Regions from separate parts of the Mus musculus genome. Here region 1 is linked to region 2. A link is a contact called in public HiChIP or PLAC-seq data. All regions are on one chromosome and are shown on one strand. Each heading gives the region's core, a stretch centred on a gene start, on an enhancer-like site or on the middle of the called end of the contact. The rest is flanking DNA. Distances are from core to core; before and after follow the strand shown. Region 1 overlaps Ilf3 (interleukin enhancer binding factor 3). Region 2 has its middle 18 kb from the start of Keap1.

Region 1 (5,599 bases), core at 361-2,860, 160 kb after region 2:
CCACAGTTTAAGGCAACAGAATTTTTCTTGCATGCTCTTTTTTTGTTTGTTTGAATTTTGAGACAGGATCTCACTCTGTAGCTCTGGCTGGCCTGGACCCTGCTTTGTAGGCAAGCTGACCTGAAATTCAGAAAGATCCATCTGCTTTTGCCTCCTGCATGCTGGGTTAAAGGTGTCTCTTTCTTTTTTTAAAGTTTTGTTTTGGAATTTGTGTGTGTGTGTGTGTGTGTGCAAGCACCTGTAGAGTCCATAGAAGGACAGTGAGTGTATCCCCTGGACCTGGAGGTAGAGAAGGGGTGAACTGCCTAATGTGGGTGCTGGACACTGAACTGGAACTTCTTTTTGTTTTGTTTTGTTTTTTGAGATAGAGTTTTTGTACATAATTCTGGCTGTCTGCTATATATATTATACTGGCCTCAAATGCACAGAGATCTGTCTGTCTAAATGCACAGAGATCTGTCTGTCTCTGCCTCCTGAGTGCTAAGATTAAAGGCATACTCCATTATACCTTGCTAACTTGGATCATTATCACATCTTTTTTTGGGGGGAGGGGTTTAAAGATTTATTTGTTATTATATGTAAGTACACTGTAGTTGTCTTCAGACACACCAGAAGAGGGCATCAGATCTCATTATGGATGGTTATGAGCCACCATGTGGTTGCTGGGATTTGAACTCAGGCCCTCTGGAAGAGCAGTCAGTGCTCTTAACCGCTGAGCCATCTCTCCAGTCACCCTTTTTTTGGGTTTTTTGAAACAGGGTTTCTCAGTGTAGCCCTGGCTGTCCTGGAACTCACTCTGAAGGCCAGGCTGGCCTGGAACTCAGAAATCCACCTGCCTCTATCTTCCCAGTGCTGGGATTAAAGGCGTGCACCACCACGCCCATTATCACATCTTCTAAGCAGTACATTTTTTTAAAGTATTTTTTACTTGTGTGTGTGTGTGTGTGTGTGTGTGTGTGTGTGTGCGTGCGCGCGCGCGCGCGCGTATGGGAGTACTATTGTCTGTGTCTGGAGTTACAGGAAGGTGTAGTGTAAGCTAGTTAAATGGGTACTGGTAGTTGAACTCCAGTCCTCTACAAGAGCAGCAAGAGCCCTTAACCACAAAGCTGCCTTTCTAGCTCTCAAGTATTGGCTTTTGGGATAAATTTTCCCTTAAGCTAGGCTGGCCTCAAATATGTCCTTAATCCTGATCTTGTCTCTATCTTCCAAGTGCTGACGTTGGAGCTGTGCATGGACATCCTTTTGCAACACAGTCTTGTATAGTTGACACCCACTTGAGTTCCAGTCTCTTCCTTTTAACATGGGAAGAACCTGCATCTTCTGGTGACAGTAACACTGTTAGGAGCAGGACATACAAAGGGTCAGAGGGACTTGAGCTTTGTGACTTACATAGGTTGACCTGCTTAGCTTTTAAGATGTTGTGCAGGGCCCTTCTGTGCTGTAGGAATAAGGAGGAAGCCCATAGAAAGTTGAAAGGCAGACAGGTCACTGGGCTGTGGCTGACTTCCCATATGTGCCTGCTTAAGGAGCAGTTACAGCCTAGGCTTAGTCTCTGACCTCTTATCATCCTACACATCTGCACTCTCTCCTTGCCCCACTTTTGGCCCCTGAAGCCTTTCTCCTCTTTCCTGAGCCACCTCTGCAGCACTCTGCAACTACCATGCTGTGCTGTTAGTAGTGTTGATTGCTAGGCAGTTCTGAAGCTCTTTAGGAGAGTCTCTGGCCAGTCTTGGCACTTTGTCCTTGAAGTTTATACCTTTTGAGGGTTGTACCTATATTCTGTCTTGTAACTAGTGTGGCTGAAAGGCCTCACTGGTGTGATGGAGCAGATTGGTGCTGTGGAGGGGCTTAGCCGTTGACTGGTGGACACTTGCAGCCTGGTCAGGCTATTGGTAGGGCACAAGAGTAGGGTAGATTGTAGTTTGCATGTTGCTTACAGAATTGTGTAACTGCTTTTGCCTTGTACATTTGGATGTCTTTTCTAAATGTTCATTTGTCTCTTATGTACATTCATTTTTATGGCGTAGAGGGGGGTACAGATGCCATAACACACCTAAGGAAGTTCAGATGACAGCTTGCAGGAGGAGTTGGTTTTTGCACCCTTATCCCTGAGCCATTCTGCTGGTAGCTCCTTCCAGAAGTGTTTTTTTTTTTAGTTTTTTAACAGTTTGTCCATATACATAATATATTTTGATTATTCTTACTCCCTCTTCACTCTGTCACATTCCTACTGAGTCCTTTATAACAAGTCCCTTCTTGCCTCAGGGTTTTTGTTGTTGTTTTATTTGTTTTGTTGCTGTTTTATAGCCCATTGCCTTTAATTAAGGTTGCTTATAAAAGTATGTTTGTATGGTAGTGGTGGGATTGTTCCATACTCTGGTGCAAGGGCAACTTAACAATGGTTGCAACACTGAAGAAAATGACTCCCTTTTCCTCAGCAACTACCAAAAGGGTCTCAGCTAGGGTGGGGCCTCATAAGCCACTCCTCCATCTATGTTAAAATGACATATCCCAAGCAGTGTTGTTCTCGTGCAGGTAGTCCCAGCTACCTTGAGGTTCTGAGTGCAGTGGCCAGGTCATGTCAGAAAGACATACTTTCAGTGTTCCTACCACATCCTACTCCTCTTAGCATCCTATCTGCCCACTCTTCTGTGCTGTTTCCTAGACCTTGGAGCCAGTGACTAGATGTCCCATTTAGAGCCATTCACTTAGTAATCACTTATTTTCAGCACTTGGACTGGTTATGAGTCTGCATTAACCCAAGCCCACTGCAAACAAGCTTCTCTGCCCAAGGTTGAGAGTACTCACCACTTTTCCTTGTGACCTCCTAATTTTTTCTGCAGTGTCCTCAAGGGTCAGAGCTCCTACCTTTTTTCCTTCTCGCAACATATTGTGATATTTTGGTTGATATTTTGGTTTATGTGTGTTTGATTTCTTTTTTGTATGTGGTGTGTATGCATGTGTGTGTGTCCTGCTCTATCACTCACCTTAGTCCTTACACAGGCAGTCTCAAGGAAGCTGGAGCTAGGGAGCGAGCAGAAAGCTTTAGCCAGCCATCCTCTTGTCTCTAACCTACTCAGTGCTGGGGTTACAGACTTTCCGTTATGAGTGTTGGGGGGTCACCTGCTGGTGTTCATGTTTGATTAGCAAGTGTTCTTAAATATTAATCTATCTCCTGCCCTGTTTATGTATTAAAATAGGGTTATAGCCTAGGCTGGCCTTAACTTTCGTTTTCTGAGTGCAGGGAATACTATCATGCCTAATAAGCACAGTTTGTTTTTCTTTTTGCCTGCCTGCCTGCCTGCCTGCCTTTCTCTGTTTCTCTACAGCCCTGGCTTTCCTGGAACTTGCTTTGTAGACCATCCTGGCCTTCAGACTCAGAGATTCCTCATGTCTCTGCCTTCTAAGTACTGGGATTAAAGATGTATACCACCAAGTTCCACAGTTTTCATCATTTCTTTTTCCTTTTCTTTCCCTCCCTTTCTTCCTTTCACAGCATTGGCTGGCCTGGAACTTGCTCTGCAGCGCCAGTCTAGCCTCCTTCTCACAGCATTCCTGACTCTGTCCTCACCAGGGGTTGGGAATAGTGCCTGTATTTCGTTGAATATTTCTACCCACAACATATTTCGGTAGCTTGTTAATTTTGTTTAGTTTATGTTTATTTTTTATTACATTTATTTGTGTGCATGGGGAAGAACACAGTATGTCACCCATGTGGAGGTTAGAGGACAACTTGAGGAATGTAGTTGTTTCTCTCCTTCCACTGTGTGGACCCTAAAGTTTGAAGGAAGGTCATCAGGCTTTGTGTGACTCCTTTTGTCCTTTTACCTCTGCCTGGATCACTTGTGTGTGCCACCATGCTCAGCTTTATATTACATTCTGAGTTTTAGTGCTGGGGATAATACCCAGTATCTGCAGTGTATTAATAAGCACGTGCTCTACTACTGAGCAACCCGTTTCACCGCCTGCCCTAGTTTATTTATAAAGCCCGGCATAATTTGGTGCTGGAGTGCCAGGGAAATGAGCATGTGCCTATCTTGTATGGGTGTTTGAATCTAGAATTTCTCATTTCTGTGACAAATGCCTGTAATCTAGCACTTGGAAGATAGAGATAGAGGAGAATCAGGAATTTAAGGTCATCTTTTTTATCTGTATAGAAAATTTTAGGCGGAGCCTGAGCTATAATAGAAAATACTGCCTTGAAAAACTAACCCTAGGATTGGGGAGCTGGCCTAATGGATAAATCTGAAAGCTTGCTAACTCTCCAGGCCACAGCAGGAATGGATGAAAACCTGAGTTAGAGTTCCAGTATCCTTGGGACAAGCTAGACTATGGCCTCATGGAGGATGTAATCCTAGTGCTGTGATAGGACAGAGACAGGAGGATCCCTAGGGCTTTCCGGGTGCTAACCTAGCTCTGGGTTTGGTGAGAGGCTCTATTGTAAGGGATAAAGTGGGAAATGATAGAGCATGACACCCAAATACCACCTCTGTCCTCCATGTGCGCCCATAGAGACTAGTGTGCATATAATACACACTTGCCAAATAGAGCATATGCCCAGAATGTGGGTTTTGTTTGGTTCCAGGACTGCAAAAGAGTAAGCTAGGCTTGGTGGTACATATCTGTTGTCCTAACACTTGGGAGGTGGAAGCCAAAAGGATTTGAAGTTTGGGGGCCAAAAACTCTTTGACAACCTGCCCTCTATACACACTGTGTCATTTGTGTTGTGGGCCACTACCCTACCACCCCACTGCATTCCTGGCTCCCATTGCATGCATGCTGTATAGGAAGAAATGAAACAGGGAACACGGGGAAACAAACACTTCAGTCTGTCTGTCTTCTCAAAGCCTGCTGGTTTTGTATTGGGAAATTGGAGTTAGTTGTTTTGGTGCTTTGGCTTGTCTACCTGGGAAGACAGATGTTTCTTGATGTGAGCAGACCCTTTGTGAGCTAGCATCTTTATCCCTACTACCAAGTATTTAGCTGCTGAGATGATCCATTTCTCTGGGGTATTGAAAACTAAAAAGGTTTTCTGATCTTATAGATAGTTGAAGTATTGGTAACACCAAGGAACTGTCACAATTTGAAAAGATAAGCCAAGACTGATTTCCAGACACTACAAGAAAAAAGGAGGGGAAAATGGTAAGACATTTTTTTCTTTGGTTATCAACACTTTTCCTTCACTTATGTACAGAGACAGCATGTCCCCAGAGCATTTGATGCTGTTAGCATTTTATCTTAGATATTTGAATTCTCTAAAATAATTACGTGTCACGATGTGAATACAGTAGTCCCCCCTTAGCTGTGTTCTCAATTCCCGCGGTTTCAGTTACCTGCGGTCCACCGCAGTCTGAAAATATTAAGTGGAAATTTCCAGAAAGAAAAAATTGATAAGTTTTAAATTGTGCACCGTCCTGATGCCTGCGTCATTCACCTCACTTCATCTCATCACGTAGGCATTGTATCATCATCACTTCATCACAAGAAGAAGAAGGGTGAGTAGGACGATGCTACTTGGAGACAACATTCACATTCCGTCCTGTCTAAGCCTTTCCTGTGCCCGATTGACCGATTAAACTACTGTACCTGTGTGTGTAGA
Region 2 (5,048 bases), core at 1,303-3,802:
AGTAAGCCAATTTTTTAAAATTTACTCTTGTTAAAAAAAAAAAAAAAGATTAAGCCTGTGGTAGCACCTTTGACCCCAGCATTGGGGCGACAGAAGCAGATGAACCTGTGAGTTTGAGGCCAGTCTGATTTACATGGCAAGTTCCAGGACAGCCAGAGCTACAAGAGCGGACCCTGTCTCAAACAATTATTCTTATTCATGTGTACATGTGCAAACCTGTCTGATATGCGCATGCTGTCAGATCCCAGTGACCAGGCCGCCCAGTGTGGGTGCTGAGAACCAAGCCCATTCTCTGCAAGGGTAACAAGTGCTTACCCGCTGAGACATCTTTCTAGGCAGCCTTCTTTTTTTTTTTTTATTTTAATGTTTTGTTCTTAATTTTTGTTACATCTTACTATTATTTATGTGCATGTGTGAGTACGTGCACACACACATGTGCACATATCCCTCAGCACACATGTCCAGTGCAGTTAAGCCAATTGAAACTAATCCCCGTCTAATGTACAGATGGATGGGACTCAGCCTATGGTTATTTTACTTGGCTTTGGACAGTTACTGGGGTCACCCCTAATCTACTTCTAGCTGCTGGACTGGCTGCTCCCCAGCACTGTGCCCCAGATACTTGCTGTTTCTCCCAGCCATCTCCTCTCATGGAGACTTCCTCCTCTCTGCTGTGCCCTTCTTCTCTCTCTCTTCTCAATCTACGACCCCAAAAAGGCTACCCCACCTACCTCTATTCCTTCCAGTAATTGGCTGCGGTGGGTAGAATCCAGGTCATTAGCCTCAGTAGCAGACATCTTTGTCCCTTGAACCACTAGCCTACATAGTATATATTTTTTGTTTTGGTTTGGTTTTTTGTTTTCGAGACAGGATTTCTCGAACTCTGAAATCTGCCTGCCTCTGCCTCGCTAGTGCTGGGATTAAAGACGTGCACCACCACACCAAAAATAAATCCTAATGTTCTTCCTACAAAGAATGAATATTTGAGGTGACAAATATAATTATTTATTTATTTATTTATTTTTAAATAAAGATTTATTTATAGGGCTGGAGAGATGGCTCAGTGGTTAAGAGCACTGACTGCTCTTCCAGAGGTCCTGAGTTCAATTCCCAGCAACCACATGGTGGCTCACAACCATCTGTCATGGGATCTGATGCCTTCTTCTGGTGTGTCTGAAGACAGAGACAGTGTACTCATATACATTAAACCTTATAAAATGCCTACTGAGATTTTAATTTGGGGTTGATTTTATTTTTAAAACATTTATGCCGGGCGTGGTGGTGCATGCCTTTAATCCCAGCACTTGGGAGGCAGAGGCAGGTGGATTTCTGAGTTCGAGGCCAGCCTGGTCTACAGAGTGAGTTCCAGGACAGCCAGGGCTATACAGAGAAACCCTGTCTCGAAAAAAACAACAATAAAAAATTTTTATTTCTATTTTTATGTGTGTGTGTGTGTGTGTGTGTGTGTGTGTGTGTGTGTGTGTGTGTAATGGGTATCTGTAAGTGCAGTGCCCAAGAAGGCCAGAAGGGGCGCTCAGATTCTCTGGAACTAGAGTTGCAGATGATTTAAAGTCACCACGTGGTTGCTGAATCCTCTGGAAGAGCAGCCAGGGCTCAGAACAGCATCACCATCTCTCTGACAGACTAACAAGAGAGACAGACAGATACCCAGTAAGTCAGATGGAGTTTCCTGTGGGGGTTGATTAAGCAAGATCTCTCCCAGGTGTGGCAGCACACACCTTTAGTCCCAACACTAGGAAGACAGAGGCAGGTAGATTGTAAGTTCAAAGCCAGCCTTATCTATGTAGAAAGACCCTGTATCAAAAAGGCTTAAATAATAGAGTCACACGTAGCTCCGGCCATTCGGGAGCTTATATGTACGACGATACCCTTGAACTCATCATGAGTCTCCTGTTAAACTTCCTAAAGGCTTATTCCACCACACAGGCTTATCCAAAGCTTAAATCTAAACTAGTTAATGTATCTACTCAGTTTCCCTTGCTGACAAATACAATAGCACTATTCCTGTGCAGACTACACGCTGGACATAGTGTGTTTTACTACATTACTACCAACAATCTGTATTACCAGTCAAATAGGTATTTGTCCCAAGTCAGGTAAGGAGCCAGAACTGGGAGCACAAGCCCTCTCGCGCCCCCTTCTGGGCTCCTGCGGAACTACATGTACATCAGGAAGCGGCGCAGGTGCAGACCATCCGAGAGGCGGAGCTAGGGCGGGAGGCTATTCCAAGCTATTATTGGCTAAGGTCGCTGTCAGTTCTGAAGAAAATAGCCAATGAGGGTTGCGGCCGCTCGACTTCTGATCTGCAGGCTGGGTTCTACTGCCTGTAGTCCTCCTAATGACCTTGCTTTCAATTTGATTTGAACAGGATCCTAAGGTCCTTTTTCTTAGAGTATCCTGGCCCTCGCGTCAATCCTACCTTAGGGTAGTACCTAGTTTATCCTTTTATTTTTGAGACAGAGTTTCATGTAGCACAGGCTGGCCATGAACTCTTATGTCACTGAGCTTGGCCTTTCACTCCTAATTGGCTCCTCCCGCTTCCACCTCCTAACTGTCGGGATGACAGACACACACCACCACCCAACCCTGTGATATTTATCCTGAATGATCTCAGGTCGCTTTCCACTTCCTTAAAGGAAGCCTAATCAGTCACGGCCGCTGGACCCTAACTGTAGAACAACAACTGTTGTTTCTGCTCAAAGCCCTGGGCTCTGTCCGGAGCACTGCGATCTGCCCCACCCCAGCACTCTGGAGGGAAGGCAGATAACTAGGGTTTCAAGCTCACCCTCTTCTTGCAGAATAGTGATTTAGAGGCCAGGAGCTCACAGGAAGGAGGGCAAATTAGCTGATAAGGGAACTTAGCATGTCCCATGTGACATACCTCATGTGACACTGCTTACAGAATTGGGCTGATATTTCTTCTAAAATAGCCACAGAGAGAATCCAATGCACTCAGCATGCATATATATTTTTAAGTTTTTTTTTTAGGTTTGTTTTATCTATTTTTTGTGTGTGCATGAGTGTTTTGCCTGCTTCTACATCTGTGCACCACATATGTGTCTGGTGTTTAAGGAAGTGGTGAACCTCCGTATGAGCTACACATTGAACCTGGGTACTTTAGCAAGCAGAACAAGTGCTCTTAACCAGTTGAGCCAAGTCTCCAGCCCCAAGTTTTTACATTTTTATTTTACTCCTGTGGTATTTTGGCTGCATGTATATACGTGTACCACAAGACGCAGTACCAGAAGAGATCAGAAGAGGGAGATAGATGCTTAGAACTAGAGTTACAAACATCTGTGAGCCGCCCTGTGGATGCCGGCAATCAACCCCCAGTCTGTGAGAACAGCCTAAAGCTCTTAACAGTTGCACAGCCCTTGCAACCCCAGGGTATTTGGGGAGACGCCCCAGCTGTAGACAGGGACTGCCCAGATGTAAGGATGAAATTCCAGCACACGGAATAGCTGATGGCTGGTCTCCAAGGGGCCACACTCTAGCAATAATTTTCTAGAAAATCTAGCCAGTTCCATGCAACTCCATGTATTTGCTCTTGGGATGTGTGTGTGTGTGTGTGTTTTCAAGAGTTCAAAGTTAGATGTGAGTGAGGCTTCTCTTGTTTGTGGTGTTAGATGTCAGCACTAAATATCATCTCTTCATTCCCTTTCCATCCTGCACGTGTGTGTGTGTGTGTGTGTGTGTGTGTGCACGTGCGCAACTATGGGCATGATGTGCATGAGTGGGGACAACTGATTGCGGCCGAATCTCTTTTTTGCTGGGTTTGTTTGGTTGTTTGGTTGGTTTGGTTTTTTGAGACAGGGTTTCTCTGTATAACCCTGGCTGTCCTGGTGTTTGTTTATTTTTAATCCTGACTTTGATTCCTTGTTTGTTTTGACACAGGGTCTCTCTCCCACAGTTGGCTGTGTAGACCAGACTGTGTAGACCAGACTCACAGAGAGCCTCCAGCTGGCTCTCCAGGACTGGGGTCTGCACCACCTGGGTCCAGATCCTTAGTTTACTTTTCATTCTTGGTATGTCTATAGCTATATGCACATGCCTATCCTGGATTCCCCTGAAGCTGGAGTCGCAGGCCTGGTTATCTGCTCGATGTGGGTGCTGGGAACCTAACTCAGGTCCCATTCAAGAGCAGCACGTGTTTCCAACTGCTGAAACATCTGCCCAGCCAGTCTGTATTTATTAGGTCAGGGGACACATTTAGTGTGTGGCGGTCAGAGAACAACTTCCAGGAGTCGTCATTTCTGCCAAGTTGGTGCTTGGGCGTTAATTCAGGCCACCAGCCTTGCTGACTACCACTGGGCCACCTCTCTGTCCTGTTTTTGTTTTTGTTTTTGTTTTTTTCGAGACAGGGTTTCTCTGTGTATCCCTGGCTGTCCTGGAACTCACTTTGTAGACCAGGCTGGCCTCAGACTCAGAAATCTGCCTGCCTCTGTCTCCCGAGTGCTGGGATTAAAGGCCTGTGCCACCACGCCTGTGTGTGTGTGTGTGTGTGTGTGTGTGTGTGAGAGAGAGAGAGAGAGAGAGAGAGAGAGAGAGAGAAAGAGATTTTTTTAAATTTTTTTAAGTTTTTTTTTTTTTAGCTTTATGTATATGGAGATTTTGACAGCAACCTTGGAGGTCAGCAGAGGGCTTCCGATCCCCCAGAACTACAGAGGGTTGTGAGCTGCCACGTGGGTGCTGCGTATTGAACCCAGGTGCTCTGGAAAATCAACAAGTGCTCTTAACCTTAGCCATCTCTTCAGCCCATATATAAACTTTTTTTTTAAAGATTTATTTATTTATTTCATGTACGTGGGAACACTGTTGCTATCTTCAGATACACCAGAAGAGGGCATCAGATCTCATTACAGATGGTTGTGAGTCACCATGTGGTTGCTGGGAATTGAACTCAGGACCTCTGGAAGAACAGTCAGTGCTCTTAACCGCTGAGCCATCTCTCCAGCCCATAAACTTTTTTTTTTTTTTTTTTAAAGATTTATTTATTTATTATATGTAAGTACACTGTAGCTGTCTTC

What was found. HiChIP or PLAC-seq counts read pairs in DNA pulled down with a chosen protein or histone mark.
Region 1: an H3K27ac HiChIP or PLAC-seq map of the HPC-7 cell line shows a contact between it and region 2, with 6 times the contacts expected there. The contact joins two enhancer-like sites. A contact is called at or near these places in 3 of 39 promoter capture datasets (the C10 cell line, cranial neural crest and frontonasal cranial neural crest), 3 of 15 datasets of contacts at CTCF or cohesin (large pre-B cells, pro-B cells and stem cell-derived epiblast-like cells), 2 of 484 Hi-C or Micro-C datasets (the CH12 cell line and bone marrow-derived macrophages), 12 of 115 datasets of contacts at active chromatin or transcription factors (the HPC-7 cell line, bone marrow-derived dendritic cells, bone marrow-derived macrophages and 7 more) and 4 of 9 other capture datasets (adipose tissue, embryonic stem cells, liver and 1 more).

Annotation. Positions count from the first base shown.
Region 1 is chr9:21,382,656-21,388,254 of GRCm38.p6, forward strand. It overlaps Ilf3 (interleukin enhancer binding factor 3), which reads left to right. Exons shown (of 20, transcript NM_001042707.2): 2 at 5,045-5,142. The coding sequence starts at 5,140. Among named protein-coding and RNA genes, the nearest start is that of Gm36198, 15 kb to the left of the region's middle. Within about 2 kb of position 1,611, at least 7 of the 459 cell types and tissues checked have an H3K27ac peak or open chromatin away from gene starts, as enhancers often do. A contact at or near this core is called in the HPC-7 cell line, where this site is marked.
Region 2 is chr9:21,218,444-21,223,491 of GRCm38.p6, forward strand. No RefSeq gene overlaps it. Among named protein-coding and RNA genes, the nearest start is that of Keap1, 18 kb to the right of the region's middle. Within about 2 kb of position 2,553, at least 271 of the 459 cell types and tissues checked have an H3K27ac peak or open chromatin away from gene starts, as enhancers often do. A contact at or near this core is called in the HPC-7 cell line, where this site is marked.